2 separate regions of the Mus musculus genome follow, and region 1 is linked to region 2. Evidence: chromatin contacts called from public Hi-C data. All regions are on one chromosome and are shown on one strand. The core of a region is the stretch at or near the end of the contact, and the rest is flanking DNA. Distances in the headings are between cores, read along the strand shown.

Region 1 (6,293 bases), core at 1,434-3,933, 66 kb after region 2:
TGTCACGCCTTCTGTACGGGGGTGAAATGGGCTATCTCAGTTCTTGATTTAGATGTGGGGAAAACAGGCTTAAGGAAGTGAAGCAACTACGCAAGGTCACAGCCTCCCAGCTGTGCAGATGGGAGCTCGTGCATCCCTGGCTGCATCCTCTGTCTGTGTGCTATTCTCTGTTCCTATTGCTGCTTCTGTGGTCTCACATTGCTGTGCAGATAGAAGCTTGTGCATCTATGGCGGCATCCTCTGTCTGTGTGCTATTCTCTGTCCCCGTTGCTGCTTCTGTGGACTCACGTTACTATGGGGATGATACCACCCCGGGGCCTAGCTAGAGGACTGCCTTGTTCATGCTGTCAGACCACTTGGAGGCTAAGACTAATTCTATCATGTAGCTGTCTGAAACCAAGCATCTAACAGGGGGCCAAAGTGTGTGTGGGGGGAGGCTTGTCCCCACTCATTGGTCTCTATCAAGCAAACATTGCACCCTAGTCTCAGAGAGCTGCACAAAAGGCCCCTCCAGATGATTAAGTTCCTTCTGCTACATGTCCGTGAACACCGTCAAGGTCTCTACCACACAGGGAGCCCACTCTGCACTTTTGACAGGTGTAGATACTTGCAGAGAGCCAAAGTCTGTTCACTACAGCTCTCTGTCATTCTTGCATGAAACAGCCTTGTGGATGCCCGATGGCAGCTGTCATAGCACCCTCCTTTGGCAGTGCTGAGGTGCTCATGCGTTCATACGCTCTTGAAGGCAGTAAAAGTCCCAAATGCTGTGGTGGAATACATGAGAAGGGTCCATATTTATTACTGGGTAAGGAGGCATGACAGAAGGAGGCTGTTTGGTATGTGTATGTGTGTAAATACATGTGTGTGTGTGTACACATATATATTTGTTTTTGCTTTTTGTTTTTTGTTTTTTTTTTTTTTTTTTTTTTTTTTGTTTTTTTTTTTGAGGCAGGGTTTCTCTGTGTAGCCCTGGCTGCCCTGGAACTGACTCTATAGACCAGGCTGACCTTGAACTCACAGAGATCTTCCTACCTCTGCCTCCTAAGTGCTGGGATTAAAGGCATTGTACTACCAGTCTGGTTAAGAGCATACATTTTTAATTTTGATTTTTTAGTTTATGTGTGCATGTGTGTGTGCACGTGCGCGCACACACACCCACACACCCACACACATACGCGCCCTGGTACTTCTATGGAGATCAAAAGACAACTTGTGTGAATCAGTTTCACGTTCCACTGTGCTAGCTGCTGTGGTGAAACACAAAGTTTCGAGGATGGGCAGCAAGCTCCTTTACTCACTGAGCCATCTCACCGGCCCCAAGAGTATATACATTTTGGAGTCAGACAAACCTGACTCCGAGTCCTGACTCAGCCATTTCTTAGTGGTGGCTACTGATTTGTTCTGTGACTTTGAGCAAGTTGCTTGCGGGGCTGAGGATCTTCTCTGCTGCATCTCGCTGCCTGTATGGTACTTTGTGGGCACTGACAACCCCCCCCCCCCGTATTATATGGGTATCTAGCTGGCAGTATGGTCTTATAAGAATTCAGTCAGCAAAGGTTTTGAGGTCTTGCCTAGGTCCTGTAGTAGGTGTTCCAGAAGTGAGACCTACTAAGTAATATTAACTAAAGATGAAATTTTCATTTTGCACAGGGCTGTGAAAATGTCCCTAACTCCATGCCCATGACTCTTCTCCAAAACTCATCTCGTCTCAGAGACCTATGTTAGTTATGTAGCGACCACTCTCTGGAAACTTAGTGCACTGAAAAAATAGAAACCAAAAACAAACTAAGTTGCATCACGGTTGAAGTCTGAAGAACTGCATTCATGATCTCATTTGCCCCATACTCTGTGATCTGCAGTGTCTGAACCTTAGCTTTCTATAAAATGTGCTCACACACGGGAGCCTGTGGTCCTGTGCCCACTGCAAAACGATAGTAACTAAAGCAGCAGAGTAGACAGAGCCAGGAAAATCACAGTTATGGGCTTGTTGGGAAAAAAGTGACCATGGGGCCAGGAGAGATAGCTCAGTGGTTAGGAGCACTAACTGCTCTTCCAGCAGGCCAGAGTTCAAGTCTCAGCAACCATGTGGCAGCTTACAACTGTCTGCAATTCCAGTTCCAGGGAATCTGACACCTTCCAACACCAATGCACATAAAATAAAAAAAAATTAAAAAAAAAAAAGCAACCAGCAGAGTGAGAAATTCAGGTGGCATTCACGTGAAATCACAACAGCTGTATGTAACACATCTGTGCCAATTACAGACATCCAGTGTACCATAACGTAGGTCCGAGAGAAAGAATAGAAGTGAGCTAGAGTAAAGCAGGAATCAATGAATAAAGTCAGCAGGAGCAGTTAGATGACTAAGTGGTGATGATAGAAGCTTGCTACCAAGACTGACAACCCACGTTTGATTCCTGGGACCTACAACGGTGGAGGGGGAAAGATGCCTCTGACTGCCACACTGATGTCATGGCATGCACACACATGCCCCCTTGCGCAGTAAGCAAATGTAATACATTTTTTAAAAAATGGCTTTTAAAATGCAACCTAAAGGGTTTGAACATGTCTAAAGATAAATAACAGTACTCAACCAGTGGCGAGGTCCCCCTTTCTTCATAAGTTTATTCTGAGGTACTGCAGAGATCAAGTGTATGAAAACCCAAGTTCACTGTTCTTTCTGTCAAGAGCTCCATTTTGGGAGAAAGGACCTGATCAGAGTGAGACATTCCTTCAGCAGGAAGTTGTCACCAGGGTGGTACCTATGGGTTTGCTGGTGAGAGGACATCAGAGCCCTCATTCTGGAGACACCACCTGATGGTACAGACAGAGCTAGACTGTCTGCTTCCATGGATCCACTGCAAGCAGTCCACCTGGGTCCTCGGAAGAAAAGACCCAGGCAGCTGGGCACCCCAGTGGCTTCCACGCCTTATGACATCCGATTTCGAGACTTGGTCCTCTTCATTTTGGAAAAGAAGATGGGAACAACTCGAAGAGCCTTCCTCATGGAGCTGGCCCGAAGGAAAGGGTTCAGGGTGGAAAATGAGCTCAGGTAGGACAGCCCTGGTCACTTTGCAAGCATGCAGGAGCCCTGAGGACGTCCCCAAGGGACCCAAGGGGCCAGTTGGCTAAGGGAGATGAGTGGGGACTAAATGAGATTATATAGAAACTAATTGGTACCAAAAAATAATATTTTTAAAAAAAAATATGGCTTCCCATGACTGACTCTGAGATTAAGTATCCAGGAGTGATAACCAGAAAACTAGTCAGAGAACCACATAGAAACCACTCGATTCCATTCTGTACCAAACTGAACCAACACCATTGGGTTCAATTTTTTACATTGCTACTTTGGAGCAGGGAGGGTGTTCTGATTGTCTGGCTCTGACTTATACACACCTGCTCTGCTAAGGGTCTATGGTGGGCTAGGCTGAGGTGAGTCACCACAGGTACCTTACTGGCCTTGGTGATGGTTTTCCAAAGGGTGGTCCAAGTGGGCTTCAGGAAGAGATGCTGGTTAAAGATGTTTGTCTAGGGGTGACAGATGGCACCCCAGTGTGCTATGATCAGAGTCTAGGCAGGGAGGTGATTGAAGCTACCATCTGCACTCGTTCAGTAAGCACCAATTATCATTGTTTTGCTGACTATTGTGTACGTTCACTCTCTTGACCCAATGAAAAGAATCAAAGCGATTCAGAAAGTCCCAGTAAAAGGCCCTGGTGTGCCTGACGGCTGCAGACAGAAGTGTTGGGGTTACAGTGGGAGTGGGGGGGCACTCAGTTCACTGCCTTCAGCCATGCAAGTTGGGAGGGGTGCTGAACATACCGTGTCAGAGATGATCTGACTTTTACACTTGGGATTTTGGAAAGTCTTTGAATTTAAAAGAAAATTGCCAAACGTTTCTTGCTGATGAAATGCTGGCTTTGGAGACATTGAGGAGACACATTTCCAAGGTCAGTACTCAGGAATTTCACACTCCACATGCCCAGCTGAGGGGATCTTTTTAGATTTTTTGCTAAAATGTCCCCAATCAAAAATTCCTGAGGTTCTGGGCTTCTCTCTTTTCTGAGTCTTTGTCACATGGTCTCCTATTTTTTGTTTTAAGTCATCACAGCCACTCTCAACTTCATTCCTTGATGTTCTTTTCACACAATCCAATATTTCAACTCGTTTTTGAGTATAACTAATCTGTTAGCCTTATGTACAGTGTTAGCTTTAAAAGAGAAAGAGATTAGATAGGTAAAGGGGGAGGGATAAAACAGAAAAAACATCTTCAAAGAGAAAGTTAAAAACAGAAATCAAAAGTTTTAGCAGCTACCAAGATGCTTTTCATGGTAAAGGAACTGAACAGGGACCAGTCAGGAAAGGGAGAGCCATCAGGCAGGGTGCCACTCACTCAGAAAGCTCTCTGATAAAAGGTCCATACATCTGTTGGAGGCCCATGGACTGAGTCACCAATGGAGCAAATGAGCCGAGGCAAGTGTCAGGGGTGATGATGATCACGAAGCAAGTATCTTTGCTGGAGAGGTGAATCAGAGTGGTGCCCCAGATGCCAGCAGCCAGAGCTATGCCTGCTGCTGGGGAGACAGGAAATGGGTGAGCAAGCCGCTGCTGTGCTCAGGATGGAGCAAAGTTCTCAGGCGGAGAGCACAGACACTTTCAACGTGTGTGTGTGTGTGTGTGTGCGCGCGCGTGCTGTAGGAGGAAGATGAATCACAGGAAGCAGAAGCCCCGACGATAACAGAATTTCTGTGCCCAGATAAAGAGTCATTAATTACTGTAGGGAGAACCTTTAGGCTTCATCTCCTGGTGCTGGCCCTTTCCAGACCAGCAGTTCTATACAGCCCCCCCCCCCCCGCCGCACCCCTGCCACCCCCCCTTCTCCCTAACCGTGGCACTCAAACCAATGTTCCGTCTGATGTGATGTTGAGGTGAGAAGAAGAATGTCAGAATCCTTTGTTAAACTTCACTGTAGTATGAGTGTGAGTCTGGTTAAATAGTTAGATCCATTGGCCTGTACAGCCAGACCAAAAGAAGGTTGTTTCTCCCCTGTATATACCAGATCAGTCTACAGAAACAAGCAGAACAAAGACAGGAAGGCAGTCTATGAAAATGCTATAAGCAGTTATCTGGTGTGGGAAGGTATATGATCAGATTTTCTGTGTCTTCCAATTTTTTTTTTACAACAGATATACGTTTGTTCGTGTTTGTTTGTTTGTTTGTGAAACAGAGTCTCTCTAGATATCCTCGCTGTCCTGGAACTCACAATGTAGACCAGGCTGGCCTCAAACTCACAGAGTTCCTCCTGCCTGTCTCCCGAGTGCCTCCATACCTGGTCTTTGACATGGACATAAGTCTGTGTCCCTCTTGGAGGCCTGCTGCACACAGAGGCATCGGATCTCCTGGAATCTGAGCGGCAGATGGTTGAGAGCTGCTCTATGGGTGCTGGAAATCAAACCTACAAGATGGCTCAGTGAGTGCGCGGGCTTCCTGCCCAGCTGACAATCTGAGTTCAATCTCGGGGAAGCACATGGTGAAAGGAAAGAAGCAGACCCCATGAATCATCCTCTGACTTCTCCACACATACCAGAAGTAAATGGTTAAGAAAGAAAAAAAGGTCTTTTAGTTTGGGGCTTGAAGGGATGGCTCAATGGTTAAGAACACTGCTTGCTCCCCCAGAGGACCCAGGTTTGATTTCCAGCACCCTCAGGGCAGCTCACGACCATCTACAGCTCGAGTTCCAGGAGATCCGATGCCTCCAAGAGGGACACAGACTTACATCCAGGCAAAACAATTAGACGCATTAAAATTAATTTTTAATTTTAAAAAGTTAAAAATAAAAATGAAGATAATAAAAAAAAGCTATTTTAAAAAAGGAAAGAAGGAAGGAGAGAGGGAGGGAGGGAGAGAGAGAGAGGAAAATTCTAAGGGCAGGCAAAATGGCTGAGCAGGTTGAAGTCACTTGCTGTACAAGCCCGACACCTAAGATTTAACCCTTGGAACCCCAGTAAAGGAGGAAGGAAACCAGCTCTACAGAGGTGATTTCTGACCTGCACATGTGCTCCATGTCATATGCTAATGTACATATACAATCATTGTAATTACTGCTAGTGATGATTAATTAAAAGGAAAAATGTCAATGGTACTGATTAACAGTAATGGCTACACTTCTTTCTTAACTTGTAAAATTCAAAGGCAAAGAGAATGCTAAGCTCTGGAACAGGCTAATGTCCACAGCTCCTGTATACTTTTGGCTGCCAAGAGGCTCAGTCTTGGCTCCTACCTTCCCTGAGGA
Region 2 (6,188 bases), core at 1,038-3,537:
CTTCTTTGTCTGAGGTATGTGGCCAGTGTCACCTTTACTGTGCTCACACACTAGGGCAGCTGCTTTGCCAGTTGTATTTGTTTGCAGCTCTTGGTGTTTTCATAGAATTTTTGATGCAATATTTAAACCCATGAGAAATAGCAAAAGAACAGAAGGCAGGCTTTGAAAAAAATCGAATTGTGGTTTCTGGTTTGCACTGTGCACCTAATACAGTCTCTTGCCTCTCAGGGTCATTACAATGGGTGAACAAAGTCATTTAACACCTCCAGTGGGGAAGTGCATGGGGCAGGGCTTAAGGCATGCTACTATGGACACTGAGGGCGTAGCTCACATAGGAGCTCTACACCTATATAACCTTGGCACCATTTGCTCCATGCCTGCAGTCTCCTCTTGCCCTATACAGTGAAGATGCATCCCTGTTCCATAAGGCTGACAGGGATAAGAAGCTATAACGATAAAGTGCTGCCCTGCAATATATAGAAAATAGCAAGAGTATGCTACCTAGCTCAGTGCTCAGAGCCGAGAGCATGGTTCTGACCAGAGTAAGGGCTCAACAGACTAATTGTGGAACAAAGAACTAGCATCAACTGGTACCCTGTGGAGAGAGGCTGTTGACAACAGTGAGGATAATCTTGCCGCACACACGCAAACACTACCCTGGTTATGAACACACTCAATATCCCTGCCTTCAGGGAATCTCCTGGTCCCTTGCTATGATGAGAACAGAAATGATTTTACCGTTCCTCCTGAGACCTTATACAAGCTAGGTAAGAACTCTACCACTGAGCAACACTCAACAGCCTGGATTTTGTCTCTTTGTTTATGTTCTGGGTTTTAACTTTTTATTTTGAGGTGTGGTCTTGTTAAATTGCCCAGCCTTCAGACTTGGGATCCTACCGCCTCATCCTCACCCACCAGCTAGGATTATAGACCTGTGCTACCATGCTAGACTTCTTGATGGACCACCAGAGGCATGCCTCAAAGCCAGATTGTGCAGTGTCGGCTGACCTAAGAGGTTGATTGCAGGCCCAGGGCTCACCGACCACCCCCCCCCACACACACACACACACTACCTAGTGGACATCCACAGTTTAGGTGGCCTGTGTGCAAAGCTGTCTGGACCAGAACAAAGAGGGGGCTTTTGTGGTGGACACTTGGGTCCTTGAAGGACACCATTATTCTATGTGGGCTTCTCAGAAGCTCCAGAGTCCTGGATGAAGGAAATCCTAGGAGAAACAGGACTAATGTCTGGGTTGACTTCTTGTGGGGCTATGAGGGCAGGGGTGGGGAGAGCAATTCTTAGGGTACATTTTTTTATCAGTTCAGATAATCTGTTCAATGCTCCCTCCCCCGCCCCCCCGTCCCCCCCCCCCCACCCCACTGTGCACCTGCCTGCTCCTGTACTGCTGCTCCGAAGGGAGAGTGGAGACAGACAGGGGACCCTCAGGCAGCAGCTGTTTGCCCATCTCCCCCATCCTGTGGTCCCAGCGTCCACAGCGACCTCACCTACATACTCGCCCCTCGTGAAGGGCAGGGCTGGATGGACCACCCGTGTCTGCTGCTCAGCGGGAGGCGGTTCATAGGAATCGTCGCCCGTCTCCTCGGCAGGCATCACATACATCTCGGAGTCCGAATGTTCATCTGGATTTTCATAGTCACTGTCCTGCAAATGTAAGCATCGTGCTTGGTACCCTGCAGGTGCTGTCTAGTGAGCGGATCCCACCTTAGGAGGCAGGAGGGGTTCCAGCGGAGGCAGAGGACAGGAAGTGGAGGTTGATGGAGACTGATGGAGACTGTCTGTTTCTGCCTGCTTCACCCAGCTCCTGCCATGATCACACAGGACTTTCCAGTGCAGAGACAGACACTTGTCTCCTTTCTGTTGGGATGTTATAACGGGGTTCCTCTGTCGGGCATAAAGGCTTTAGGAACAAGCCTGTGTTTCATACTATCTGCAGCGGAGACCCACCAAAGTAAAAATAACCGCTAGGGGAATTTAACCAATCCTTGTTAATCTTGGCTGTTTAACTTCAGGGTAGGTCGATCCCTATTCTCCGGGTTAATTTTTACTTTGTACTCCTCGACCTATACCTTCTCTGTAAAGATTACTTCTTTTATTTCTTGAGATTATAATATAATTAGACCGTTTCCCCTCCCCCTTCTCTCTTCAAACCCTCCCATATACCTATCCTTTGCTGTCTTTCAAATTCTTAATTCAGCCAGCAAGCTGTCTTCTCCCTCCCAGCCGCAGATGTGATCTTGCGCTGAAGCCAGCAGGGGGCGCACCCCCGACACTCTGGTTTCCGCTACACTGGGTTCTAGGGGGAACTTCATGCCCCAGTGACCCGCAATGAGATCACCCTTCCCCTTATTTTTCTTTTCTTTTTCTGCGGTTGAAGGAGGAGGAACTGCTGTCCTAAAGACCACATCCAGGTGGTGAACACAGATTCGATTCTAGACACTGGCCTGGAAGTCTTCATTCTGCGTCGTCCCCGTGAGGGACAGTGGAAATGTCAGTCTGTCCTCCTGACCTCCGCTTCCTTATAAATGAGGTGGGGGTGTGTTTAGGGTTCCTCACAGATCGAAACTCAGATCAGAGCACATTGTGGAAGGTACATTGTGGATGGATACAACAATGTTGAAGAAAACTTTAGACTCAGCTCCCATCATAGTGACCTGCCAGGGTCACTATGGCTAGGTCCCTCTTTCTCACTCCGTGACCTAGGAAGCACAGCTGATGTTCTTTTGGTCCTAACAGGTACCCTGGTAGCTGACAGCCTGGTTCTGAGACCCAGGTTTGAGTTTGGAAACTCTAAGTTAATGAAATGCTCCTTTCTGGTTCTAGCCAGAACTCTGTTAGAAAATAGAGTTTTGCTTGCTTAGTAGCCTGGCCTCAAACACTCCAAGTAACCCAGACTGGCCTTAAACTCTCAAGTCTTCCTGCCTCAGCCTCCCAAGTACTGAGATTAGATGTGAGTACCAGCTCTGGCGTTAACTCTTTGTTTTGGCGGCTCTCCTGCCTGGTGTCAGAGAGTAAGAGAGCACTGGGCAGCTTAGGTCAGAAGTATGCCTATTAGTACAGAGTATTTAAATGCATGTGTTACTTCTGGTTTTGTGAGTCTGTGAGCTCAAAGAATGGGGTAATCTATCTACCTCCCAGGGCCATGGTAGAATAGAGAAAGGTTATATGTAAAAGCGTTCAGCCTGACTTTTGATGAGCACTGGGTCAAGTGAGCTCTCAGCGAGGTCACTGCCACCTACCAAGAGGAGGCTCTTCAGCCCTTCTGAGACCCACCCCCCATCCCCGTGTTGCTCAGCTAGCCTTCAGAGTGTGGTTCAGAAAGAAGCCATTGAAGAGGTCTCCTCGAAAGGCTGGTACCCTCCTGATCCCAGGAGCAAACACTCACGAAGTCATCTGACCACTGCTCCTCTTCATCTGCAGGGCTGTCTGTAACAGGAGAGGGACACAGAGCAAAAAGCATGAATCCAGCTGGCCAGCTCTGGCTGACCCACAGGCACATGTACTGTCTGTCCTTAGCCCCCTGAGCTGACTGCCCACGGGCGCCAAAACTGGCTGCTTTTCTGTGGGCCTTGAACAGTAATTACAGCCATATTGTCATTTTTTTTCATCTCTTTCTCAGAAAGCTTAACCTAAAGCACAAAAGATAAGTCCCGCAGGAGCAGAACAGTGGGGCCCTTTACCTAGGCCTGCCTTTGTCAAGGGACATTTCTGGACATTTGCCCATTTTTTTTTTTTTTTTTTTGCTTTGATAAAGTCCATAACTGTCAGGTCCAAAAGGCACCCCACCCCCCTCCCAAAGGGTAGGCCCACTGGCTCAGTCCAAAACTGAGTCTAGGCCCAGCTCAATCTGGACTCTAGGGGGGATTTCTGGTGGTTAGATAAGAGCCAGGAATTCTTAGGAACTTGTAAAACTGGTTCACATTTGCTAAAATGGAAACTTTTTTCCTTACCTCTGGCAGAAGGGACAATGGCTCTCTACTGACATGCACCTGTGGCTGCAGGCCCAGACTAACCCCCAGATTTCCACAATCCTTGTTCCCAATTACTTGTTTCATATGTGTGTGTGTGTGTGTGTGTGTGTGTGTGTGTGTGTGTGTGTGTGTATCATATATCGTGGCCTCCTTCTCACCTCAGATCACTGCTCTCTTTATTACTACCCCTCCTTGTGCACTATTCTCTCTCTACCCCCACCCGTCTGTGTACTATTCTCTCTTCTCTAGCTCTTCCCCTTCTCTTGCAGATAGCCCAGGCCATGTGCAGTCTGCTCCCTCCCCCACTCTGGACTCTTCCAGATGCCCCTGTATATTTTCTTCCTCTTATGCACAATAAGACTTTTCCCCTAATCATACCCTGGAACAGTCATGTTGGCAGTTTCTTTACTGTGTCTCCTTGCATACAATAACCAAAAGCAACTTGGAGAGGTTTTGGATTTGGCTTATAGGTCTGCCTGTCTGTCTGTCTGTCTGTCTGTCTGTCTATTTAGGTAATTTTCTTTTGAAGTCCCTGGAGAGTCCCTGGATTGAGAAGCTTTGGGGATGATTTCTGAGTCAGAGCTTGCAGTTGAATGGGAATTCCCCCAAAACATAGAGGCAACAGCTTAAAATGCCCCTGGGTCATGGATGCCTAGGGGCCGGGGAGGACAGGACAAGGAGGAACAGGCACAGCTGCAAGTGGGTGAAGTTGATTTTGCCAAAAGGATAGTTTCCAAGGATTAAGGGGAGGAGCAAAGAGTGCGAGCAGGCTCTGTTGGCAAAGTGCACGGGACTGATATATAAGACTGGGAACTTGGATGGATTTGGTTTAAAGCAGGGTTGCTTCACTTTAATATGTGGGAGTTCTTGCTAATTCTGACTCAGTAGTTGGGTGCAGGGTAGAGGCTATATATGCCTAACAAGCTCCCAGCGGACTGCTGCCATTATATTAGGGATCAGACTATGGATCAAGCCATACTCCTGTGTTCCAAGAGACCCAGATATACTGATAACAAGGCTATGTGGAAGGGCTGGGTCTGTAGCTCAGATATAAAGCACTTGCCTAGCGTAGATGAGGTCCTGGCTTTGAGCCCCAGTACCATATAAGAAAAGACTAAATGGAACATTTCAGGAAAAGATCAGGTGATTGAGGTCAAAGAGAACACTTTGTGATGTGCTGCAGATGGGAAGACACATGTTCCTAAAGCTAAATGTCAGAGAGGCTTGCGGTAGCATCAGGACCAAAACCCAGCAGATCTCCATTCCTCAAATGATAAGGATGAATTGGAGTGATGTCCACAGTTACATAGCCAGTTAGTGGCTAGACATGAGAGGACCTTGTCACTAGCCCTGTGACCTGTGACTGCACTCTGCTAAGCCAAAAGAGTTCAGTGGGGCCGAGATGAAGAAAACTGTATTATGGCTCAATTCTCTGATGAAGGATAAGAACTAGGAATACAGTCAGATGTAGAGAGCCACTTAGAAGCTCTGTCCAATGACAAACAAGAAATGGTGAGGGGCTGACCGGCCCGGGGGAAGGGATGACCAAGCAACCGTGATGAGAGATGTGCCTCTTTTCGCTGGTTGAGTCTCTGAGGTCCAGCATTTGAGCTTGTCATCTCCAGTGCTGCTGGTTCATCTACAGGGGACAGATATGCTTGCAATTTGTCCCCCAGCACTTGAATTAGATGCCACCTCCTCAGAGAGACCATCCCAGAAAGTTGTCTCCCATCTGATTCTTTGTCACTGTACCCTGATATCTTCTTCCTGTTTTCCAGAGCAGCCATCATGCTTGGGAAATCACTTTTTTTTAAAAATGTGTATACATGTGCATGCACATGGGCGTGTGTGAGTGTGTGCATGTGTGTGTGCTGAGCTACTTAGCCTAGGAACATCTGGGAATTCTGTCCCTGCTCCCACTCTGTCCTATGAGTTTTGTTGTTACAGACTGCTACAATATTAAGCCTTCTGTGGTTTCTGGGATCCAAACTCAGATCTTCACACTTGTGTAGCAAGCTCGTGATGTATTTGTTGAGTGGGTCAAGGCTGCAGCCCTTGCAGATGTTTATTCTACACAGCACCTGCAGATGTTTATTCTACATAGCACCTAACTGTTCGAGTGACATCACTTCTGAGCTGTCAGCTGTGACGCTACATAGGCTGCCTTTGGAGACTTCGGAGCTTGTACTGGATGTCCA

Evidence for each region. Hi-C and Micro-C count contacts between places; a contact is called where the count stands out from the background.
Region 1: a Hi-C map of bone marrow-derived macrophages shows a contact between it and region 2, with 82 read pairs. The contact joins the promoter of Dntt here to the enhancer-like site in region 2. A contact is called at or near these places in 1 of 39 promoter capture datasets (pre-B cells), 14 of 484 Hi-C or Micro-C datasets (the 63-12 cell line, the CH12 cell line, bone marrow-derived macrophages and 9 more), 3 of 115 datasets of contacts at active chromatin or transcription factors (the 230-238 cell line, bone marrow-derived macrophages and large pre-B cells) and 2 of 9 other capture datasets (adipose tissue and liver).

The regions. Positions count from the first base shown.
Region 1 is chr19:41,026,592-41,032,884 of GRCm38.p6, forward strand. It overlaps Dntt (deoxynucleotidyltransferase, terminal), which reads left to right and starts at 2,684. Exons shown (of 11, transcript NM_001043228.1): 1 at 2,684-3,050. The coding sequence starts at 2,848.
Region 2 is chr19:40,960,839-40,967,026 of GRCm38.p6, forward strand. Blnk (B cell linker) reads right to left here. Exons shown (of 17, transcript NM_008528.5): 4 at 3,405-3,445; 5 at 1,507-1,663. Among named protein-coding and RNA genes, the nearest start is that of Blnk, 30 kb to the right of the region's middle. Within about 2 kb of position 2,288, at least 45 of the 459 cell types and tissues checked have an H3K27ac peak or open chromatin away from gene starts, as enhancers often do. A contact at or near this core is called in the 230-238 cell line, the 63-12 cell line, the CH12 cell line and 1 more, where this site is marked.